3 separate regions of the Mus musculus genome follow, and regions 1 and 2 are each linked to region 3. Evidence: chromatin contacts called from public HiChIP or PLAC-seq and promoter capture Hi-C data. All regions are on one chromosome and are shown on one strand. The core of a region is the stretch at or near the end of the contact, and the rest is flanking DNA. Distances in the headings are between cores, read along the strand shown. Region 1 holds the start of Nfkb1 (nuclear factor of kappa light polypeptide gene enhancer in B cells 1, p105). Region 2 overlaps Nfkb1 (nuclear factor of kappa light polypeptide gene enhancer in B cells 1, p105). Region 3 holds the start of Manba (mannosidase, beta A, lysosomal).

The links. HiChIP or PLAC-seq counts read pairs in DNA pulled down with a chosen protein or histone mark. Capture Hi-C pulls out chosen DNA fragments and counts their contacts.
Region 1: a promoter capture Hi-C map of liver shows a contact between it and region 3. The contact joins the promoter of Nfkb1 here to the promoter of Manba in region 3. A contact is called at or near these places in 7 of 39 promoter capture datasets (the C10 cell line, the HPC-7 cell line, embryonic stem cells and 3 more), 8 of 115 datasets of contacts at active chromatin or transcription factors (bone marrow-derived dendritic cells, bone marrow-derived macrophages, craniofacial prominence and 5 more) and 2 of 9 other capture datasets (adipose tissue and liver).
Region 2: an HNF4G HiChIP or PLAC-seq map of pancreatic cancer cells shows a contact between it and region 3. The contact joins the enhancer-like site here to the promoter of Manba in region 3. A contact is called at or near these places in 3 of 39 promoter capture datasets (the C10 cell line, maxillary cranial neural crest and neutrophils), 1 of 484 Hi-C or Micro-C datasets (muscle stem cells), 4 of 115 datasets of contacts at active chromatin or transcription factors (bone marrow-derived macrophages, embryonic stem cells, memory CD8 T cells and 1 more) and 3 of 9 other capture datasets (adipose tissue, liver and pancreatic islet).

What each region holds. Positions count from the first base shown.
Region 1 is chr3:135,689,953-135,692,828 of GRCm38.p6, reverse strand. It overlaps Nfkb1 (nuclear factor of kappa light polypeptide gene enhancer in B cells 1, p105), which reads left to right and starts at 1,282. Exons shown (of 25, transcript NM_008689.2): 1 at 1,282-1,706.
Region 2 is chr3:135,669,600-135,672,417 of GRCm38.p6, reverse strand. All of the region lies in intron 1 of Nfkb1 (nuclear factor of kappa light polypeptide gene enhancer in B cells 1, p105), which reads left to right. Among named protein-coding and RNA genes, the nearest start is that of Nfkb1, 21 kb to the left of the region's middle. Within about 2 kb of position 1,352, at least 76 of the 459 cell types and tissues checked have an H3K27ac peak or open chromatin away from gene starts, as enhancers often do. A contact at or near this core is called in pancreatic cancer cells, where this site is marked.
Region 3 is chr3:135,484,161-135,487,376 of GRCm38.p6, reverse strand. Manba (mannosidase, beta A, lysosomal) reads right to left here and starts at 1,766. Exons shown (of 17, transcript NM_027288.3): 1 at 1,520-1,766. The coding sequence starts at 1,696. It overlaps Gm30992 (a long non-coding RNA gene), which reads left to right and starts at 1,776. Exons shown (of 3, transcript XR_376111.4): 1 at 1,776-2,267.

The DNA.
Region 1 (2,876 bases), core at 33-2,532, 210 kb before region 3:
AGCTTTCAGGCTTTGTATTTATATCATCAGGGAAAAGAATCATTTTATATACTATATAGCAATGTGCTAAATAGTAACAAGGACACAGTTCTTGCCCTCTCCCCCTCCCCCTCCCTCTGTCCCCCCCACCCCCACTCTCTCTCACAGAGGTCTGTGTTTGTCACTTTCTGTCACTCAGCGCTTGGCTTTGTTAGTTATCCAATGAGTTCCAGGTCCAACTGTCCGCTGAGGTTACAGATACCCCCACCTGCAGGAATGCTAAAGATCCCAACGACCACTCTGTTGAGTCATTTCCCAGGCCCGTAGGTTACAATTTCTAATGTCCCATAAATAATAACAACCATCGTTGTCTTCCATCTATAGGAAGCCTCTGAACTCTAGATGGCAAAACGGTCTCTACAATTTAATGATATAGCTTTAAGGTTGATTACAGGGCTCTTTAAGGTCACTTAAAGACTCTCTAATATACAGTGTGGGGGGGGGCACCTGTGTTTCCCTCAACAACATCCCACTGAGAGGGTTTTTTATAACTTCATAAGTGGAACGCTGAGCGGAGGGTTAAGTACCAAAATAAAACTGCATGCTCACTACCTGATTGATCCCTGGCCTTTCAAAGTTGTATTTCCACTTGAACTCAGTAGTGAGACCCCCGAACTCTAAAATAGGTTTAAGTCAAAACTCACTTGGGAGCTACCTAGCCCCAGGCTGTCATTCCTGGCCCATGGAGGCACTTTGCCCAAAGAATAAAGACGCTCAAATGCTCGCAAACGGTCATCAGTGGGAGGCCTCTCCAGAAAAATAACCTCCCTTGAGCCGGATAAGGATTTATGAGCTGTGAACCAACACTGCGGGTCTCACTGTCGCTCTAATTCCATCCACAGCGATGATCACACAGGCCGGACAATGCGCTGTGGCTGAAATAATCGAGCGGATTGAAGACTTCATCCAGACCCAATATAAATTCATGGTTCTCTGGAGAGAACCTCAGCTACGATCTCGAAATTCCTGTCCGCTCTATGGAGCGATCTGAGTGTAGCCGAGACCCCCAGAGGAGGGAACAAGCAGATGAGATTGACTTTTGTGCCCAGCGCGTGGGGACCAGGCCGGTCTCCCGTGGCCTCCAGCTGTCCGGGCCTGCCCTTGGGCTGCGGGCGCCTCCCGGGGGCGTCGCGGCCGCCGCGGGGCTTGGGGTTCGGGGCGCCGGGTCGGGGCGCGCGGGCTTCCCCCACCCCCGGAGGCGACCCCACCTCCCGCCCCCGCTGTGCGCGCGCGCGTGGGTCCGTCCGTCTGTCTGCTCTCTCTCGACGTCAGTGGGAATTTCCAGCCAGGAAGTGAGAGAGTGAGCGAGAGAGGACGAGAGAGAAGTACCGAGGCGAGCCGGGCAGGAAGAGGAGGTTTCGCCACCCGAGCAGCCCGGCTGCGCGCTGACGGCTTCCCGTGCCCTGCGCGCCCCCGGCCTGCCGCCGCCGCCGCCGCCGCCGCCGCCCTCGGCCTGCTCGCGGGCCGGCTCTAGCAGCGCAGGCCGGAGCTCAGGGCCCCGCCGCGCCCGGCCCGCCCCGCGCTTCTCCGCCCGCGCCGCAGCCATGGCGCGCCGCTGAGCCGCCCGCCCGCCCGCCCGCGCCCCGACCCGGCTCGGGCTCCCGCCGGTCCGCGCCGCTCCGCAGCGGGAGCCCGCAGGCGAGGAGAGGCCGCGCCGCATCTCCAGGGTAAGCCCCGGGGCAGGTAGAGGAACGGAGCCGCCAGCTCTCCGCACCACGGTGCAGCGGGTCCCACTGGCTCGAAGCTCCCGGGGTTCGGGGGGGGACTAGGGGAGAGCCCCAAGCAGGAGTCGCGGATCGAGCGGCCCCGGCTGCGGGGAAAGGGCACATCCGCACTGGGCGGCCCCGAGGCCTTGCGGGCCGGCTGGCGGGGCCCTCGGCGTCTCCGCGGGCGGGAACGGGAAGCGGAGAGGAACTCTTGCAAAGTTTTAGAAAGATGTACCCAAGCCCCTGCGGCGGGGTTGGGGTGGGGTGGTGGCGGCCAGGCTGAGGTCCGCCACCGGCCTAGGACAGATAGAAAGGTGCTTGGTGCAGTGCACAGCCAGATTTCACCAAAGGGCGGTCAGTGAAATGAAAGCAGAAGTGCCTGTCAGTCCTCCTGGCTGGCAAAGCCCTTCCCAGCTCCTAAGAATCAGTCCCTCGGGAGAACCTGGGGCCCACTTACCAATCTGAGATAGACACCCCCCCCTCCCCATACACACACATATCATGCATTCAGCTGCCAAATCTCAACTTTGATTTTCAAAATAATAAGGAGGGCCTCACACCGATTCTCCAGGGCTGGCATTTGAGAGAGAAATTACCTACTAATAGCACCTTTCAGACTTTTGATTACGGGGAAACTCTAGGATAATGGCACCATGTTTTGTGCCTGACCTCCAAAACAGAAAACGATACAAACATGACGCCTCTGCTACATGTAGGCTTCCTTCGGTCTTCTGAGACAGACACCAATCTTGGCTCTGTTTATGGGTCGAGTCTAAAACTTAAGTGGGACAAATGATAAAAAGATTTCATCATCTAGATTTAATCTGTTTTGTTTTTTTAATGAACTTTTAAAAGTAAAGGCCAACACTGCAGCTTTCTAAGTAAGCATATTTAACTAAAATTTTTGTTGTTTTAGGGCTGAGAACAACTTGTGGTGTTTATTAACATTTGATGGCTATGGCATCAAATACTGGGGCTCAGACTGGTGGTTAGTACTAAAGATGGAGATGGTGATAGAGTTGGGTGGCTTTCTAGAGGACTCTTCAGCTGATTGTTCTTGGGTGGCAAAAAAAAAATGCATTAATGTTCGTCAGACCTTAAAAAGAGAAACTTGATTAAAGTAAGGTCCTT
Region 2 (2,818 bases), core at 103-2,602, 190 kb before region 3:
GTGAGCTATTAGACTGTCTGGTGAGTTAACATATGTTCTGTATCTCCCACTCACTAATAAGCTTCGCATGGATTAGCTAGCTGAGTGTTTCCCATGGGTCTGCCAGCCCATTAGGCTGACACTCCATCATGAATGGGTTTCTTCGTCAGCTCTCAGATTTGCATTTGCAGTGCGTGCATGTATTGTTCTAGGTCATTGTCACGATGCTCCTGGTGAAATAATATTGAAAATAAAAGAAGTGGGAAACCAGGTTCTGTAAATCTCAGTGTGGTAGCATGCACAGAAACATTGATTTATTTTTAAAAGAAAGCTTTTAGAAATCAGCATTACTGAAAAAAAAAAAGTCCATTGCCAGCCTTTATCATTAGTGTGACATACTGTCAGACAGGAGGACACACAGAAAGGGGGACGCTTCTGAAGAGCAGTCAGGAATAATTAGGAGTGTTGACGAATTCATACTTCATATTTTATTTAACACTGTCAGGGCATTTTAGGTTCAATGATTTAAATTTAGATTCAGCCCCCTTTTTATTCTAATACATGTCTAATGTGTATTAGATAAATTTCCATGTCACTGTACAAATCTCCCCATTGTTATAGCAATTCCATAATATTTAACTTACAGTTGTAGAACAAGAATGCAAACAGTTAGATCAGAGCACATCACAAACTCCTGAAAATCGACTTGCAGAATTTACGCCCTCTGAATATTTTACATGGTATACACTTTATGTGGCCATAGCCCTTACATTATGTTTTCTTCAAAAAATTCTCTATGGAAAAGAAACTTTAACATTTTATAATTTAATCTTTAGCAATTTATTGTGCGTGCAAGATACAAAACAAAAAATGTTGTGAAAAGTCTCTTTTCCCAGTATCTTTGCCCCATTGCTAAACAAAACAGTACATTAAATGACACCTAAGTGACACCTGTTATGGTTACTAGAATTTTAAACCACCCTGCCACCCCACCCCCTCCCTGATTTCCAAGTGCACCTTCTAGCTGGTGTCTGACCGCCTACTTTTCATAGTGCGCATTGTGGTTCTCTTTGGATTATGGTATTTTAATGGGTTTGGAAATTTAGAGAGCCTTTTCCCCCAAAGAAATCGAACAGAACAGAAAGAGTTGTTGGTGTTGGTGGTGTTGTTGTTGGTGGTGCTTACAGTGAGTCAGGCCTCGGCTGCCTATATCTCTGAACCTAGATGCTATATAGTTACTGACAGGAATTCTCCTGACTTTGTCCTTGATGGCATACAGCCATGCCTTTAGAATTTCTCCACTCAGTCCAGCTGCTTCACCAAGATGCCCCTGTGTCAGATTGAGTTACTAGGAAGATTGCCACAGGAATGCAGGAAACAGTTCGTTCAGCATTCATAGAATATGTCACATACTCAGGACTTGGCTGGTTTTGTTACATTGTGCTTTGTATGAAAACCACAACTCCCCGGATATTTGCTGAGACCTAGCTACATTTTCTGCGTCTCCTTATGTGGTGAGAAGATTCCTAAAGATTCCTGGTTGGGGTAGACAAATGCATAAATGAGACCCAGGCTTGTGTCTCCCTTTGTGTCTCAAGGTCCTTCCTCAAAAGCACAAAAGGAAAGTGGGGGCAAGGCTGAGAAAGCAGGGGTACATAAGGGACTTTCCCACTGCTTTCTCATCCCCAGCTCCAAAGCTTAGTCGATATTTCAACATTTTAGGTATAAACTTGCTTTTGCAATCAATGCAAATATTACTCAGTGATTCATCCTTTCCAAGTGACTCTCGGTTTCTTTCTTTTGACATTTAATTTAAAATTAGAAATTAGCATTTATATCATGCTAGAGCTGCACTTACCTTTCAACGCCTCAGTAATGGCCAAGGCTTTATGCGTCAAGATTCTAAGGCACCCGAGTGTTCCTTGAGCTTCTGTAGTACCTGACGGAGTTAAGTTTTTAGCCACATATAATCTAGAAACCGTAGGAGAGGGTGCCATGATGACAAGGTGCCCAGTATGGTCGTTTGTCAGACATTTAAAGTGGAGCCGTCTTCATTAGGGCCTCATGTAGGGAATGGACCAGGAGGATACCCTTACGTCTGTGAAGTGCGGTTGGAGTTGAATCTTCCAAGTTGGAGTGAGACTTCTTTATGTTAAATTCCCCCACTCAAACTTCTACAAATCATCCAATTTTAAAGAATGATTTTTAAGATGATAATATATTATATCATTTCCCCTTCCCCTGCCTCCAAGTTCTTTCATGTACCTCTCTCTCAAAACTTCATGACCTCTTTTTCTTTAATTGATGTATCTTTTTCTAAGTACAAAAAAAAAAAAAATCAATCTGCTCCATCCATCTAATGTTACTTGTATGAATGTTTCCATTGGCATTGAGTAACCAATCAGTGTACATTTTTGGGAAACACAATTTCTCATGCTCTCAGCTTTCCCTATGTGCCTGTAGTTCTTAGTCTAGGGTTGAGACCTCCTGAGCAATCTCCCTTTCACATTGCCTGTCTGTTGGTGCCATCCTTGTTCAGGTACACACAGAATCAATGACATAAAGGTACTAAGTGGGTTTGGACAGTTTAATAAGGCAATAATGTCACCTCCACCTTAGAAGATTGTCTTTGGATTGTTAGGAAAGAATATCATCACCCAGGTTAATGGAAAACCTAGAGTCATAAGGATAGTGTAAAACATTGTTTGTGGAAATTAATTAGTATCCAAAGTCACATACCAGACAGTGGCAGAACCCTGGTATTTTCAATGATGTCATACCCCTTTACTGCATCAAGTCAAAATTCCCCTGTTTTAACTTTTTTGTCTGAATAAATATG
Region 3 (3,216 bases), core at 517-3,016:
AAAATGGTGACACTCAACCTGTATTAGTAGCTCAAGCCTTTAATCCTAGCACTCGGAAGGCAGAAACTTGTGAAGTTTGAAGCCAGCCTGCCAGGGCTACACAGAGAAACCCTGTCTTGAAAAAAAAAAAAGCAAACAAGGCAAATTAACAAAGAATACAAAACAAAAACAACTCTGTCTCAAAAACAATAGCAATAAAAAGAACCACTAGGAATAAGCCCCCCCCTCCCCCATAACAGCTGCACCACTCCTTCCGATACCTGAAGGATCCTAGGACAGCATAGTGCAGAAATATCTGTGTAGCCATTTGGTTGCGGCATGATAGCCAAGTGATGGAATCAGCCCAGATGCCCACTAACAGACAAATGGTTAAAGAAAATCACACACACACACACACACACACACACACACACACACACACACACACATTTTCCATAGGAAAAATGATGTAATTAGGCTGTGCATGATGGTAAACACTTATATCTCCAGCACATGGGAGGAGGAGGCAGGAGGATCAGGAGTTCAGGTGGTCCTCAGTTACATTGGGAATTCAAGGTCAGCCTGAACTACATGGGATCCTGTCTCAAAAGCCAGAAAAAAAAAAGAAGGTAAGGATAATGAAGACAATAAAAATTGGTAACAAAACAACAACATAAGACAAATGAGAATGAAAACAAGATATGGCATGTTTTTACTCATGTTGACTCTAGATGTAAATATATGTATTCATAAGTGTACGTATATAGGACACCATAATGGAAAGAAACTCCTTGAACGAGGGAGGGATCACGTGGTGGCAAGACCCAGTAAAAAGTGAATATGGGCAGAGAACATGGTGCACTCACATGAAACTATCATAAAGAAACCTACCACACTGTTGGATGACAGACTCTCATTTAAAAAAAAAATGTCAGCACGGTATTCAGGCTTTAGGATTGGGGTGTAGTTCGGTGGTGGTACAATGTGTGCTTAGTATACTCATGGTTCTGGGTCTCTCTCTCTCTCTCTCTCTCTCTCTCTCTCACACACACACACACACACACACACACACACCACACACACACTTGCACACACTCCCCTCCCAAATATTTAGGCTCCTCATTAGCATCAACAACCAAACTTTACTAGTGCTCTCCCCAATCCCTTGTGTTTATTTCAAACCTGACGCACGAGGCTTCAAAGCAGAAAAAGAAAACCCGGACATCCTAGGGTCGGCGAACTTTGATTAACTAAAAGCTACAAGCATCCAGATGATTGCAACAGTAACCCTGTCCGGAGGGAGAAAGGTAAGTCCTCTTAGGAAATGCTTGAGCAGAGAATCACCACAATAAGTAGACAGCAGACATACCGTTTGTTTCATATACACAACTTCCGCCTTCCAAGGTCACTGAAGACCCAGCGAGGGAGGGTCAGTGTCCACAACTGGCCTGAACTCCCAGGCCATTCCCCCAACTGCCCACAGCTGCACCTACTGACCTGGACCCGCATGGGGGGTGTGGGGGGTGACTGTGCGTCCTACCTGGATCAGCCCGTGCTGGTGCAGGGCGCTGTGCACATAGCCGGGGACAGTCGCCGGTAGCTCCAGGGAGCCATTCCCGTTGCTCACCCGCCAGCTCCCGCTCAGGCTGTAGCTAGGACCTGCCACCACGCAGCCGGCCCGAAATAGCGCCAATATCAAGAGCAGGTGAAGATGCATGCTGACCGCTCGCAAGCAGGAACCCGGCAGTGTCGCCCAAGCCTTGCCAAGGCCTGGACGCTGTGTCCCCGCCCCGAGCACGGACCCGCCCCCAGGTCAGCTGAGCGCTTCCCGCAGCCCTGCAGGGAGGAACTGAAGCCGGGACCCGCCACGCGGGTACAAGCACCGCCCAGGGCCAGGGTCTCTGCGACCTGTGAGCTGGGCTTCTCGCTCCAGCTCGATCCTGTAAGTGGGGCGCTCATCCGAATGATGAAAAGCGACAGAAAAGTCTGGAAAGCAGAGTCTGACCATTTGGGAGACGACAGGTGCGCGTCCACAATAGTACGCAGGCTCTGCCCGGGGACAGCTCCTACCACGCCTGACCAGCAGATTGTACATGGTCCCCCGGCCCCAGGATTTGTCAGGCTGAACGCTCCCTCAATACGCGACCTGCTGGGACTAAACAGTGCTAACTATAAACTCGTAGGGTTGCTTCAACTGTTGACTGAGAGGCGCCATGTGCTCCCTGTTAGTGGTGGCTACATCATGGAGCTGCTTCTGAGGTTCCTATGAAACTGCGTTAGTGTTACAGGTGAGTCTGAAATTCCCTCCTTCACTGTTGAGTTGTGGGACTGAACAAGCAACAGAATTCCCATTCCCTGAATTTAAAAGAATGCAGATGCCAAGCGTGCTGGCGCACGCCTCTAATCCCAGCACTTGGGAGGCAGAGGCAGGCGTATTTTTGAGTTCGAGGCCAGCCTCCTCGAACAAAGTGAGTTCCAGGATAGCCAGGGCTACACAGAGAAACCCTGTCAAAAAAAAAAAAAAAAAAAAAAAGAATGCAGACGCTTAGCCGGGCCGTGGTGGCATACGCCTTTAAGCCCAGCACTTGGGAGGCAGAGGCAGGCGGATTTCTGAGTTCGAGGCCAGCCTGGTCTACAAAGTGAGTTTCAGGACAGCCAGGTCTACACAGAGAAACCCTGTCTCGAAAAAAACAAAACAAAACAATGCAGACACTAATTTCAGAGACGGAGACGCAGGCTGGGTTCTTCATCTTCTTTTAAATAAACAAAACACCCCACATTTTACTTACTAATTTCATGGAGGAGTTGAATGGGGGTTCCTGCCACAGCGAGCGTGTGGAAGTCAGCAGACAGCTTGTGAGGAGTCCCAGGGCTAGAACTTAGGGTGTCAGGCTTAGAGACATTCCCCCTTAACGGCTGCTCTATCTCATTGGCCCCTGGGTTCTTCTCATGAAGCAAAACTCGGAATATATATATATATATATATCTACTACAGCTTAAGCAAGGACATTGAGAGACGCTTCAGAAAGGACAGCAGTACCCAGAGGACAAAGTTCAGCTGTCTCAAGGCAGAAGAGCAAGCATAAGGAAGTTGAAGTTGGTGTTTTCTGTGCGTTTGAAGTTACACTGTTTAAAAGACAGGTGAAGGGAGGTGCAGGTAGTGGCTCACAACCTGTAAGCCTGAAGTCTAACGACACTGTGACTGGCTATAACCTGGAATCAAGGCACTTAGGAGAC